2 separate regions of the Anas platyrhynchos genome follow, and region 2 is linked to region 1. Evidence: chromatin contacts called from public Hi-C data. All regions are on one chromosome and are shown on one strand. Each heading gives the region's core, a stretch centred on a gene start, on an enhancer-like site or on the middle of the called end of the contact. The rest is flanking DNA. Distances are from core to core; before and after follow the strand shown. Region 1 has its middle 5.0 kb from the start of ACTR2. Region 2 holds the start of CEP68 (centrosomal protein 68).

Region 1 (6,801 bases), core at 2,967-5,466:
TGAAATAAAATGAGACAGTATTTTATGTTGCAACATGATTTTCCTAGTAAGAAGAAACAAACCCAGAGGAAAATGGGATAGGTTCAATTCTGCTTCTCTGTGTTACAGTCTTTCCCTCTGCAGATATTGATACAAATATAAAAAAATCTGAGAAAACTCCAACAATTACAGCCATATAATAACTTAGCTACATTTGCAATTACCAGACACAAAGCACAACGCTAGTTGTTGCTGTCTTCAATATCTAAGCAGCTCGTCATTGCAACGTTTAAGTAAAAGGACCCAGATCCCGATTTATTTGTGCCTACCTCCTTATTACAGTTCAGATCTGAGCTTCACTCAGCAGAGACAGCAGTGAGTTGCTGCTCAAGGCTGCCACCTCCTGTCTTAAATCCCTAGTCACTCACTGGCATATTAGTAACCTGATCAAGGAGCTTCTACAACTCCTTTGTCTGTAAGGCTAATTCTACAAAGAAAGGATGTTTCTTCAAAACCAATCAGTCACAAAGATTTACATGAGCTACAGGACGTAGAGCAGCTGTGCAATATGTTGGCAATATAACTTACCAACCGTCACGCTTCCACGGACATCCATAGCTATTAGATCTAATGAAAATCAAAAAAAAAAAAAAAAAAAAGAGATGATTTCCTCCTCAGGCAGCACCACGCTGTGTTTCACTATGCTGTGTTTCAAAAGATGGACCTCTCCATTTTAAGATACACGTTCACCAACTGGCAGATAAAAATGAATTACCGACATCTGAAGCATGTTACAGTGCTTGCAAACTGCTGATTAAAGGAAGAAAGATTAAAGACAGAAAGGTTGCATTTTTTTCCCAATGATTAATCCTAACCTTACATTCAAGTGGCATGAAAACCCCTGAAATTAAGAAATTAGAGGACAGACTTATGCTTTGCACACTTCAGACGTCTGATGGTTCTTTGCTTCTGATCAATTAGGCTAAAAACTCACAGCCTTTTATTCACATCTGAGACTTTCTTTCCATGAGCCTGGCTACTGGAATCAAAGGAAATGTGCCTGACTCTGTTAGTTTCTAGTCTGAAACCTTGATATTCTCCTTGTAAGGAAGCAGAACAATTTTCAGACAAAAGTTTTGGCTACACTCATTTTTCACCTGAAATTTACAAAAAAATAAATGCCTTTATTTCCTTTCCTTTCCCATCTGTTTTGCCTTATTTCATTTGAAATGTAGGGCAAATAATCTCTGCAAAATTGCTCATTGAAAGTTTCAGATATTTTTCAGCGTATGAACCGAAGAAAGCTTTTCCTTATTTTAAGCTAATGGAACATCCACTTACTTTAGCTATTTCCTCATTTTCTTCTCAATCTTAGTAAGTTTTAGCTTTCATCCAACCAAGGTAGCTTCCAGAGGCCTGCAGTGAGGAATTTCAAGGGTATCACTCACTAGTTCCCACCTCACCACTGAACAAATTAGTTCTCTTGTGCCATGGCAGTAAGCAGAAAATAAACAAGCAAAAGCCAAAAATCAATCAATCAAACAAACATTATGTTTGAAACAGGTCTTGGGTTGCTTACATATAATAAAGTTCTTACCACTAAATGGAGTTTGGTAAAAAAGTGAGTCTGCTGAGCATCTGCGCTGCATATAAACCAATCAACTTTGCAAGAGTCCAGCATTTCTGAGAAATCCATCCTAATTTTTAAAATCAGTTTGGTCTTTCTTAAAAACAAAAGGGTTTTACTAAATCTTTCAAAAACAAGTGAAAAGTGCAATTCAAGCCACGTAGCAATATCGCATGGCAATTCTTATGCCTTCTGGAAAAGCTACTTAATGAAGGAGATTGCATTTCATTATAAAATGTCTCTCTTTTGGTCAAACCTGCCTGGTCTTCAAAGCACTGCGTAAAGCTCTCCAAGGACAGAACAAGCACTGCGAGGAAGGGGAGCTTGAAAGACCCTGCAGCACAGTAGCACAGCAGGCTTTCCTGCATCCCACGGACCAGGAAGCCAGCATCCAGATGTTTCCATCTCCTAACCTCTTGTATGCTGCCTCCAAGTGAGGCAGGAGTCAGGATTTAATCTCTCCGATATTCTCACACGGGGCCTATTTACCAAGCACCTGGCAGTCTGCCCTCACATCCTACTCCCATGGTATAGTCAGCTCTGAAATTTCTGGTCATACCTCATCTTGCTTCAGTCACTGCAAATCGCCAATTTCTGATTCACAGTATGCAAGGAATGTCTTTATTTATTTATTTATTTATTTATTTATATTTTTTCCCCTGAAATTAATTGAAATAACAGATTAATTTAACACACTTCCATGCTACCTTTCCTTTCCCTTGCCATCACCCTCATGTGGGGTTAGACGCACACATACGTCCTAAAATCCACGCTGGTTCTTGAATTGCTGATACCTGTGGAACAGTGCAGGATGTCATCTCTACAAAAAAAAAACTATACATGAGCTGTTGAGTACATCATAATCATTACAGATCAGTCTAGCATCTACAGATCAAACCCAGCAATGGATTTGAAGACAACAACTTCCGATTGCAAAATTAATATCCTTATTTTCACACATATTTGTGCACAAATGGAGGCTACCACTGACTTCATTTTGTTCCTGAAGTCGTTAGTGCAAGCAAATGCAGTCTAATTAAATAAACCCCATGAAGTACTGCTACCTCAGGTGTCATGTTCTCTGACTTTTTTTTTTCTTTTCTAAGTCTTGCTTTTAAGAAGAATATAATAGGGGCTACTCTTAAAAACCAACAGCATGTGGCAATATTTTCCTTCTAAACAGCAGCATTGCATTGGCATGTTTTTAATGGGACCAAGCTTATATCTGTGTAAAAGTATTCTATAAAAACTGAACTAAAAATTTAGAAAAATGGTAAAAAAGCAATTAAAAAGGTTACCTGTTACTTGTTAAAAGTAACCTTTACTGTTATGGGGATGAACTCCACAGCAGTGAGGAATTAATTGATTTGAAATCTCTCTTTTTTTTTTTTTTTCTTTTTTTTTTAAATTTGAGGTGTAAATAGACTTCAGTAATCAGAAATCTATCACCACAAAATTATGTCAAAACATGTCCCTGCATATGTTTTGGATAAGTTTTGGAAACTCCATTAATTTTTGATAAAGTCACTATTCAAAAGTCAGCACTGTGGTCGCATCAGATGAGATAGGTTCTGGTCTGGGCTCCATCTCGGACATCCCCTATGTGATAATCACTTAAAATTACATTTTCAGAGGTGGCATTTAATTTTGGATAAGCCAGCTTTGCTTGCCAGACTTTAATATCTGGTACCCAGTTCTCGGAAGGTGGTTTCATTGGCTTCAGCTGGTATGAAGAGAACTCCAGATCTTTGCAAATCAGATTCCCAAACGTCTGAATGTCCATTGTTTGGTATTTGGATGCTCTGCAAAGTGTCCATAAAATATTACCAAGGACATAGAGGAGAACTCAAGTTTGCATCCACTGCATGTGCCAAAACTACTGCTGAACATTTAGGGTGATGGGGAGTAGAGCTCAGAGCATCCAGAAGCTTGCCGTGACTGAGGTATTTGATGCCCAGGACACCTCATCCACACATTGCAGTGCTTCTGTCTAGGCCACAAGAAATTAAAGTGCTTCAAAAAGAAGCCATAGCTGAAAAAAACAAAAAAACAAAAAAAAAAAACAAAAAAAAAAAAACAGATTTGCTCTGCCATAAAGCCATCCATAGCCCCTAGCTATCAGTGAAATGAATGGAAGTATGTGCCTTACAGGGATCTGGGCCTTTGTGACAAGGCATCATCTCATGTATCATGATCAAAATTCATTATGATTTGCAACGTCTGAATGATGTAACTTTGTCTGTAGTTGTCTTTTAAAAATTTTGAATGGCAGATGCCAAACAGGCTAGTGATACTACATGGAATTGAATTAAACTGAATTAAAAAAGAAACAAAAACATAACCTTTATAATGTGTTCTTACGTTTACCTGGAAACAAATCAACAAAAATAATAGTTTGCACTCTGTAATTGTGTGATACTAAAGAGGCATAATGTTTTCTCTATATTTGGAAGAAATATTATTGAAAAATGCCCTCCAAAAAAAAAAAAAACTGTGCTCAACATATTTTAATTCTACGTCCAAAACCAGCGCTTACCAACCCCAGTGTTACCTACACGGGATCATATGATCGAGGTGAAGACATTCTGCAACTATGCCACTGTTTCCAGCACGCATGACTCAGAATGGGTGTTGCTAACAGGGAGGAGAATCCGGTCCCTTTTGTCCTGCACACAAACCCAGGCCTGCTGAGCACTCTCTTCTTACACAGCCTGACACCTGAGCTGCTTTTTCTGAGCAGGAAATGGATCCTGTGCAGGACACCTGAGCAAGCTTGGTTTTGGTAACAAGGAGAGTTAGATATTCAAGATTTGGTAAAAGTCAGGGTGCCTTAATGCTAATGAGCTAATCTGCCCTTTAACCCATAACCGATTCGGAAGCATTCTGACTTCCTGAATATTTCTGACTTACTGCCTCCACTAGTTCATAAATCCAACAAATAATACTCAGCATTTAGTCAATTCTAAGAGATGCTTTCTTTGAATCTCATTTTTAAATTTTGATAGAGCAATGAAATAATTCTGAGGCAAAGGTAAAATACCTCGGTAGGAAACAAAACCGATTAATGAAGAGAAAAGGATTAATGCCAACACTTGGGTGGGGTGTCTTTCCCCTGCTCTGCCAAAACAACACCGGAACCTGCCTCAAATACACAGGAAAGGGCCTCGGGTTCCCCAGCCTGCACAGAGCTGGCATCGGCACCTCCTGTACACCTACACCGAGCCGGCTCAGTAAGAAGTGAAAGTGGGACTAGAAACACACCATTTCCTCTGCTTTCATACGCTCCAGGCTGCCACTTCGTTTAATGAAGAACTCTTCTCAGGCTGATCAGACACTAAGGAGATGTCTTCTGTTCCTCCCAGACCCTCTCTTCCCTGCTCTACCAAGCAGAGCTCTGGGTGTCCCCAAAACCCTTTCCCCTGTCTGTTCTGAGCATTTCCTGCCTCTGTTCGTGCGGTTTCTCTATGCCTGCACATTTGGATAAACACAGATTACTAAATTGGCAAGTTCATAAAAATCCATTCAGCTCAGTATGAGATAGATGCAGTACTTTATCTCAAAAACTTCAGCACTCCACTTAGTCATTATACTTTTATTATCTTTTATCACAAAGCCTTGCTCTCTTGCAAAAGTCACAGCAAGAAACTGCCCCACCTCCCAGCAGGAAATGGTGTGTAGGTCTCTCCACGGCTTTACAAGAACAGCTAGTGGGCACTAGCTCCTTGCAAGAGAAGTTGTTCATTTACACAATATTATACAAAGGTTACTTTACGAGTTACTGCAAGAACACAAAGTCATGAAATACATTTAAAATTTACTCTGAAAATGAAAATATATATATATTATTTTATTTTATTTGTTTCTTTACAATCTTCTAAGCAAGTTTAACTAACTAGAATACACACAGTATGGAAAACGTGCAATATATGTACAAAGAGGACACTTCAAATGTATATAGTGCCCTATATTTGCACGCATCAATTCACTGATTTTTAAGTTTCTCCCTTCAAGACTTCTTTGCATGACTAACCTACAAAAGCAATACCAATCCCTGTACAGTTTGGATCTAGTTAAATTAAATCTCTCTTACTACGATTTATTTGTGAATACATTGTACTATTAGCACAGGGCAAGCACTTTACAAGTACCAACGCCGTGAAGCATCTCTGGGGTGGGGTGGTGTTCCTCAGCGCCACTCATGCAGGCAATGGATCTCGTGCCCCACTGATGCACTGGCATCCACTGGCATGGAGAAGACACTCTCCATTGCCCTGCTTGCAGCAAGTGGCACTGACACGAACAGACCCCAGTACAACTTCTCTCCCTGCTACGAACTAGGAGCTGACACTTCCTTCCTTACAGACTTCGCGTTTTCTTTTTTGCTTTTGGACATTAAGTACCAGCTCAGCTCAACTAAACTGGGTGAAGTAAGTTTTTAAATAGATTTCCGTTCAAACCACGTTATATTTCCTCTCCTGCATTGTGCATGGCCTTTAATAAAACACCAAAACCTTTTAAGGCTATCCAGCAACTGCCAGTAAGAGTTGGTAGCAAGAACAGCGTTAGCTAATGACTACGCTGTGCAATACACAAGTTCCTCCTTAACAGGCGTATTTCTGGTGCAGAACTTGCATCCTTTTGATGCCTAATCTTATATGTTATGCAAGAAGCAGCAAATTAATCCTATATTCTGCAGTGATTGGCAGACTTCAGTGTCACTATTTCTTGAGTGACTTTAATTACACTGTGATTTCTGACTGTGGTTCTTAACCTAACCCCTTGTTATGCAGGCTTTTATTGAACTAATAGTCTAAATCCCTGGCAGAAAACGTCTCACATAGTAAAAGTTATGGGGGGTGTATATTAATGTAACAAAATTAAACTCATAAACATACTTACAGAGATCTAGTGGTCTCATACAAGTTAGAAAATGCATTGTTTGTTCATCCTTTTTCTTCAGGTCTCTCAAATTAAACTCTAATTTACCTCCAAGCAGAGCACACTTTGCCATTGCTCCACACGAGGAAGCACTGCGGAAGCATTCTGACAGACCAACAAGTGATTAAAACCCAAACTGAAACATCTCTCGTTCCCAGAGCTCAGGGGCTTTGCTCATGACCATTAGAACAATAGGCACGGTACATGTCCAGCTTATTGAAACTGAGACTTGGGCCGGTTAAGCGATGTGTCCAAAA
Region 2 (6,801 bases), core at 1,688-4,187, 52 kb before region 1:
TGTTGTGCCAAATGACCAGACTTCATTCTCTGGAGGAGTACTGAGGAGTGGGAGAAATCACGTAGCAAATCCTTTGGGATAGATTGGTATGTTTGGGGAAATTTTGCATTTGGTCCCCATACTCAGTCTGATCAGTGTGATGGTTTCAGAACTGAGGGCCTGGATTTGGAAACAAGTGGTTTTGATACAGCATTTCCATTAAAAGCTTGTATGTAGGGTAGATTTTATACTGAGATGCAGAATATCACAAATCCTGATAAGAATCTACTATATAAGTGTATTTTTGCTAGCTTCAAGCATTAAATTCAGGTCCTGGAACTAAAAAAGAAGGGTGCGAATTCATAAGAATTGCAAGCTCCAGAAGAAAGAAGTGTAATTTGAAGGACCTGTGCATGTGTGATTTACAAATTGTAATGGTATTGTGTTTTGGTATGTTAATTTTATAAATCTATCAATGTGATGTTTTCCAAAAAGCCTATCTGACCTCAGGGTTGTGTCTTTGTCTTCTTGCTTCCCTGCTGAAACCCTAAGGAGATACCTGGAGGAACGCTGCTCAACCAGCAAGCTGCCAGAGGAGTGCTCTCGCACATTAGTTGCTAGCTGTTCAAGTGTCAGCTCTGGATACAGAGATGGCTGCTGCCTGAAACAAGCAGGTTTTCGGAAACTTTCTGAGGTAGGTGGTGATTGTCAGAGCTGTAGTGCCTCACCATTTGAAAGCCATGAACCTTTATGAGACCCATGGAAAAATGTGGAGTGATTGGTTTGTCTTCAATGAGAACCAAGTCAAACACTAGGCTGAGTCCCAGCTGACTCAATCCAGACATTTTTAGAGCTTTAACACTAAACAAAACAGATGAAGTTTTGCATGATATTTCTACCACCACCTGCCAATCTGGCCTCATGCTTTTAAATTTTGAAGTAATTCAATCATTTTTTAAGAAGAGAGCTTTCAGGAAAATGTACTTCACTTTTTCCTTCTAAAAATGAGTGATGGGTTAAAAAGACAGACCACACATTTTAGAAGTTCACACAAAGAAAAACACTTAAAATAAATTTATAACAAAAGCAGCTGCTACTGCTGTAATTGAATATGTAGAGATGAAATCCAATTATGGCCAAGGAGCAGATTAGTTCTTTTATTATTATTATTTTTTTAATCCTCGGCTTGCTTGATTAAGGTAGATATAATTGTAGGGAAGTGCTTTGTGAGTCAGCTAAAAGGTTGAAAGACAACACCATGTTGTTCTGCTATCAAATGACTGGTTTGGGTCTAACAGGTTGCGTGGTACAGCTGTGCTAATAGTCAGGTCACCTTTCAGATATGTGGAGTGATGTTAGGTTGTTGAAAATCAAATCTCTGCTGTCTTCCCATTATGAGCATTCAAGCGAATGTACAAGTACGTTGCACCTCTTGGGAGTCTCGTGTGCTGTGATCTGCATGAAAAGAGCTTGGCAAGTTTACAGCTAACTTGCTGTTCTTGCAAGTTCTTGCATCTTGGATGTGAGAGTAGAGCCACCATGCTAAGGAGGATACCTGTGGTTTTAGACTGGGCAGGAAGGGTAGCAGCTGGAATTTATTTCCACATTTTGAAAGTTATCTCCACGATCGTAAGGGCTGGGTTTGTCAAACTTTATGCCAGAGACCAGACAAATTACAAACTGGCTCTGAAACCTAGGACTGGAGATGCAACACAAAGCCACTCCAGAGTCTTGGGTAACTAGACTTCACCATCTCCACGGGATAGTGATCAGCGATGCTATGTAAATTACTGTAATTACTGTGTCACGAAAACTCGTACACAATCAGGCAGATCTGGATTCTCTTCACTGTGGTATGCTACAATATAATTAGATGGAGATGCCCACAGCTACCAGAGGTTGAGGGAGGCCTCCAAATATTCAGAACTCAAAGCTTGCAAACTGAGCAGGTTCCAACCAACAGCAACAGAGCCGTTGAGATTAAACATTGCTTCCCTGGTACTGTAACATTAATTAGCTCAAGTAATTTGGCTCACTGAGCTTCCTTAAGGTATGGGGCTTTATCCTTTCAGCAGTACCATTCCTGCTGTGTTAGGAAACCGGTGTAGCCAAACTCAGAATAAGATCTTATAGAAGGGGAATATAGTATTTATTTAAAGAATTTGTATGTAAGCCAATTTTACCCGCTCACACTCATTCTTTTATAGATTTCACTTATTCACACTCACAAGCCACGAAATGTGTGTCCGAGTGGTCTGGTCCCAATCACCTGAGTGCCACATAAGCAAAATAGGATGGTGCCTGTCAAATCTTCACTAAATCTCCTACTTTTTGGAGAGTTCTTTAATAGTCGTTAAGAATTGTTGGGTTTTGGCGGTCCTGTGCTGCAGCCTCTCTTCCTGCTGGGCTGCCAAGAGAAGGAATAGGAGATGTGGAATGCTGTGACCCTGATGCCATCCTCCTATTATCAGAGAGCAGGGTCTTCTTTGAACAAGTCGACTGTGCTATGGTCTTAGTTGTGTGCAGGCCTTCTGGGCCTGGCAAAAAAAAAAACAAAGGCCAAACCTTTTGCTAGGCATGGCATCATTTGCTATGACTCCAAGCCATTCTTCAAACCACTGCTTTGCTATTGTGATGCTTACATTAACTAATTTTAAATTTATACCAAACCATCTATTTCTTTTACAAAGCTCCATGCTGATGATTGGTTCGTGCAGATCACAGCTCTGGTTTTGAAGAGTCTCTGAGTTCTGCTCAGGACAACATACAAATAACAATACAATACAACCCTGGAATTAGAATGAAAAAGAAATCCCCCAAGTTCTCCATCAAAAGCAGTGGTAAAATCTCACACTTAAAAAGTCAAATTAGTCCCAATTATTCACTGTCCCTTATAATTTATATTGACTGGCAGCTGCCACCACCTCCTGACCGCTTGGCTCATATTTATTCCACAGCAACGCATCACCTTCATCCAACAAGAGGAAAGTCAGAGCATTTCCCATTAATCCCCACCTGCACAACAGCACCGAGCCTTGATCTGCGCTGCCTGGGTGTTTCAGAGGGACGACAATGCTGCCTCGGCCTGGACAGAGGTAAGGAGATGCTTTGGGAGAAGGTGGAAACTAGAAACACCTGCCTTTAGGGCTGGATTGCCTGTTGCTGGCAGTGAAGCCAGGATGTTTATGGTGTGATGGGTACATCGTGTGGCCAGAAAGGAGAAGTGCAGTTTCTACTTGGCCTTTTTCTAGGGCTAAATCCTTCCATTCTGTCCAGCTGAGCAACTAAGTGGTAAAGAACTGAAGTTGTCCAGCTGCTAACAGTACATTTCATTTCCCTGCACTCCAATGTTGACACTAAAATAGGTATCACTCTGTTTTTTCTCTATTCTTAATTAATCCTGCTTTGCATGTTTTATTTTGTGAGCTGCTTTGTGTTCCCTTAAGTCAAATTTTCTGGTGTTCCTGCAAAATTAGGAAGGAGAAGCAGCAGCTACCTTTTTTTAGGAAAGCCTTAGTAACACTGCAGTAGTGGTTTTTATCTAAATGTTTTACGTGATCTAAATGTATGGGTAAGGGAAGGTTTCTAGGCTTTTGGTGATTTTTTTCTAACTAAAAAGAAGCTAAAGCAACATGGCTGAAATGAAGCTGCTTACTCAGACGTTACTAGAGTAAATGTGCAGCTGAGGGACTGGATTCCCCAGGTGCCTACCATATGGCTGTAAGTATTTGATTAACGACAACCGTTTTAGAACAGAAAACCTGTGGGTCCCACCTGGAAGAAAAGGTCTGGGAACGGGGAGGAGGGCAGGGCTGAAATTCAGAGCAACATCAGAAGAATTGGCAGAGGGTCTGGAAAAGAGAGGATCTAAAGAATTAATCTAGATGAGAATAACGAACTGCACAAATACTGTTGGGAAGCGGTGGATTAAGGAGCCGGATCAGGAAGTTACGGGCAGTTTGAAGCATGAGTCAAGTGCCCTGCTCTGTGAATAATCAGGTAGCATACCAGGATGTGTAAACAGGAACCCAGCCTGGAGAACCACACTAAATTTGCCTTATCATAGCCAGGCCTGTGCTGGAGTTTGGGGCAAGGTTTAGGTTTTGAGTTTCAAAGAAGCGTGACCTAGGGAGAGTGAATCAAGAGAACAAGGGGAATGGGTCCAAGACATGGAAATGCAGACATCTGGGAGTAAAAAGGGTTGTTAACCCCAGGAAGAAAAGGATCTCTCCCAGTCCTGTGAGACCAAACAATTTAGGAACATGTCTGGCAGCAGGTACACCCACAGCACAGCTCAGGCAGGGACCGAAGGACTGAAGGACTAAAGAAAGGGTGAGTACAAATTAAAGTGAGGAAGGCCTACGTGAAACCTTCTGAAAGGAACTTTAATAATACAACAGGGGGTTTTGCTGTCTCTTTGAGGTGACAAGCAAACAGAGCCTGTCCTGGCCTGTTGCCCAAATGGGCTGGCACCTCCAAAGGTGTCCGAGTGCCGATGCCAGGGCTAATAGCAAAACGCACGAGCACATCACCACTGCTGGGCTGCTAGCACCTTGCGGAGAGGGGTCGGAGCAGTTCTGTGCCCAGATGGCTCCTGCCCATGAGCACGGGTCGGAGTTTGCCTACAAACCTGTCCTGAAGGAGCGAGGAATGCGGTGCTACCAGGTTACAACACAGCGATGTTGCAACTCAGTGCCTGAGCTGTTCTAACAGGGGGATAAGGTCAGTCACCTCCACGCTGCCAGCAGAACCAGGGAAGACTTGTGGCAGCTCCTTCCCACTGCAAGACAGGCTGGTGAACTGATGTGTTACACCTAACATTCACTCTGTGGCTCTTAAAGGTGGCAAAGCGCTTCTGACTGCTCTTTCTTCCCCCTGCAGCACTATTAATATCCCTATAACGGACAACACGGAGACTGCCATCCCAGCTTCCCAGAGCACAGAAGCAGTGCTTTCAGGTCTGATTGTGGCACTCAAGCCCTGCTTTGTGCTGTAGGCACGGGGATTGCCCCTCGAGTGCCAGCACCCGCAGAATGGGTTAAATAAATCCTTTCCCTTCACTGCAGAGACTTTGCTGCACAAGGTCCTGAGCTCCCGGAGCAGCAGGAAAACGCCTGCCCTGGCGCTCACCAACCCTGAGCAGCCTGGGGTAGGGGCTTGGCTGGATTTGGCAGCAGGATATGGGCGGGAGAGCAGGGTCCGCTCCCTCCCAGCCCTGCCCTGCAGCAGCCCCAAAACGAAGAAAGGGGAGGAGGAGGAGGGGGGGGTTCTCCGGTAGGGGAGGGGGGAGCACGCCCCGCTCCCATTGGCCGCCGGCTCGCCCCGCTCCCATTGTGACGCAACTCCTCGCGCTCCCATTGGCTAAGACGCGGGGGAAGGGGGCGCGGCGCCGGGGCCGGGGGAGAGCGGGGGCGCCGGGGCCGCTGCTCGGTAGGTGCGGGCCGGGCACGGGGTGCGGGGCTTGGGGGGGGGCCTGGGGGGGCTCCGGGGGGCTCCGTGAGCCCAGGGGGGTGTCCGCGGGGAGAAGAGGGCGGGTTCTGCTGTTTTGGCCCCTCTCCGTTACAGGTAGCGGTGTTGCAGCTGCGGTTGCTGCGTTAGCAGGGCATGCTTCGGCGGGTCCCGCTGCTCTCCCCCTTTTTGGGGGGGTTAAAGCACAACTCCGAGTATTTCTTTTTAGCCGTAGAAGGGCTTTTTGGGAGAAAAGCGTGCCAGAAAAAAAGGAAAACAGTAATAAAAAGGAAATCCTGCAGGCCCAAAAAGCAGTGTTGGTGTGGGTGTGATCCCAAAACAGCAAAAAACTGCCCGCAGTGTGTGTGACCCCAAACCAAAAGCAGTGCCCGCAGTGTGCGTGACCCCAAATTGTGGTTTGGGGTGCCCCGCTGAACAGGACCCCAGGACGGAAGCTCCGGCCACGTCGCCGCTTTTGTTGCAGCCCGTGGGCCGAGCGCTGGCGGTGGGACGCGGTGGGTTGGGGCACAGCCCTTGTTTTCCACCAACTTCGGTGGCGACTTTTTGGCAGGCAGCTTCCTCTTGACAACGGGGAAAAGTCGAGGGATCGGTTTCCGGAGAGATCCCGTTACTCCTTCTGGACGTGCCCCCCCTGAGGTGAATGAAAAGCTTTTTGTTTTCATTCATTGTTTTGTCCGAGAAGTGGCCATGGGTACTGTTTCTGTGCCGCTCCATCGCTGGTGGGACAACCGAGGGCTCCGCTGTGGTGAGGATTTCTGGCTGCTTTCCTGGGCTTTTAAGGCCAGTGGAAAGTCTCCGCTGTGCCTAAAGCCCTGGCTGTACGTCACTCTGTGGCCGTGTTGAGCTTCTCTTTGTCTGTCCTGGCCAAGGGCTGGGGCTTGCATCCCATCGTGGGGCTCTTGGTGTGGCCTGGCCACCAGCAACATAAACTTCGGTGTTGCTGCTGTTGGAAAACGGTGAGAAACCCGGCTGTCTAGATGCTCTTGGGAGTTGCAACTATGCTTTAGTAGTAGGAGAGTTTGAAAACTTACAGAAAGTTCATTTTCAGTCTGTTTTTAAATGCAGCTTATTGTCCAGCTGCCCGGCATGTGTGGGCTGGAGGTATCTGTTATTACTGGGCTGGCTGACGTGAGACTTAAGCCACTAAATCTGATAGAAATAGCAAGGTACAGCAGCCCTCTAAAAGTAAGGAGGTGTGCCAAGGTTGGTTGTTAACTAATGCATGCGAAATTTAAACTTTTAAATACGCTTTGGTGCCTTGCTAAGCTTTGCTTTGTTTTCTGATTTTTCTAATTTTTAATTCACTGGTTGTAAAGGCATTTGTGTCCCAACCTGTGGGTTTCTCAAGCCCTC

What was found. Hi-C and Micro-C count contacts between places; a contact is called where the count stands out from the background.
Region 2: a Hi-C map of liver shows a contact between it and region 1, with 4 times the contacts expected there. The contact joins the promoter of CEP68 here to the enhancer-like site in region 1. A contact is called at or near these places in 6 of 8 Hi-C or Micro-C datasets (F1 follicle, F5 follicle, liver and 2 more).

Annotation. Positions count from the first base shown.
Region 1 is chr3:12,971,621-12,978,421 of IASCAAS_PekinDuck_T2T, reverse strand. No RefSeq gene overlaps it. Among named protein-coding and RNA genes, the nearest start is that of ACTR2, 5.0 kb to the right of the region's middle. Within about 2 kb of position 4,216, at least 2 of the 8 cell types and tissues checked have an H3K27ac peak or open chromatin away from gene starts, as enhancers often do. A contact at or near this core is called in subcutaneous adipose tissue, where this site is marked.
Region 2 is chr3:13,022,766-13,029,566 of IASCAAS_PekinDuck_T2T, reverse strand. It overlaps CEP68 (centrosomal protein 68), which reads left to right and starts at 2,937. Exons shown (of 7, transcript XM_072035310.1): 1 at 2,937-3,074. It overlaps LOC113843090 (a long non-coding RNA gene), which reads right to left. Exons shown (of 2, transcript XR_003496093.3): 2 at 6,676-6,801.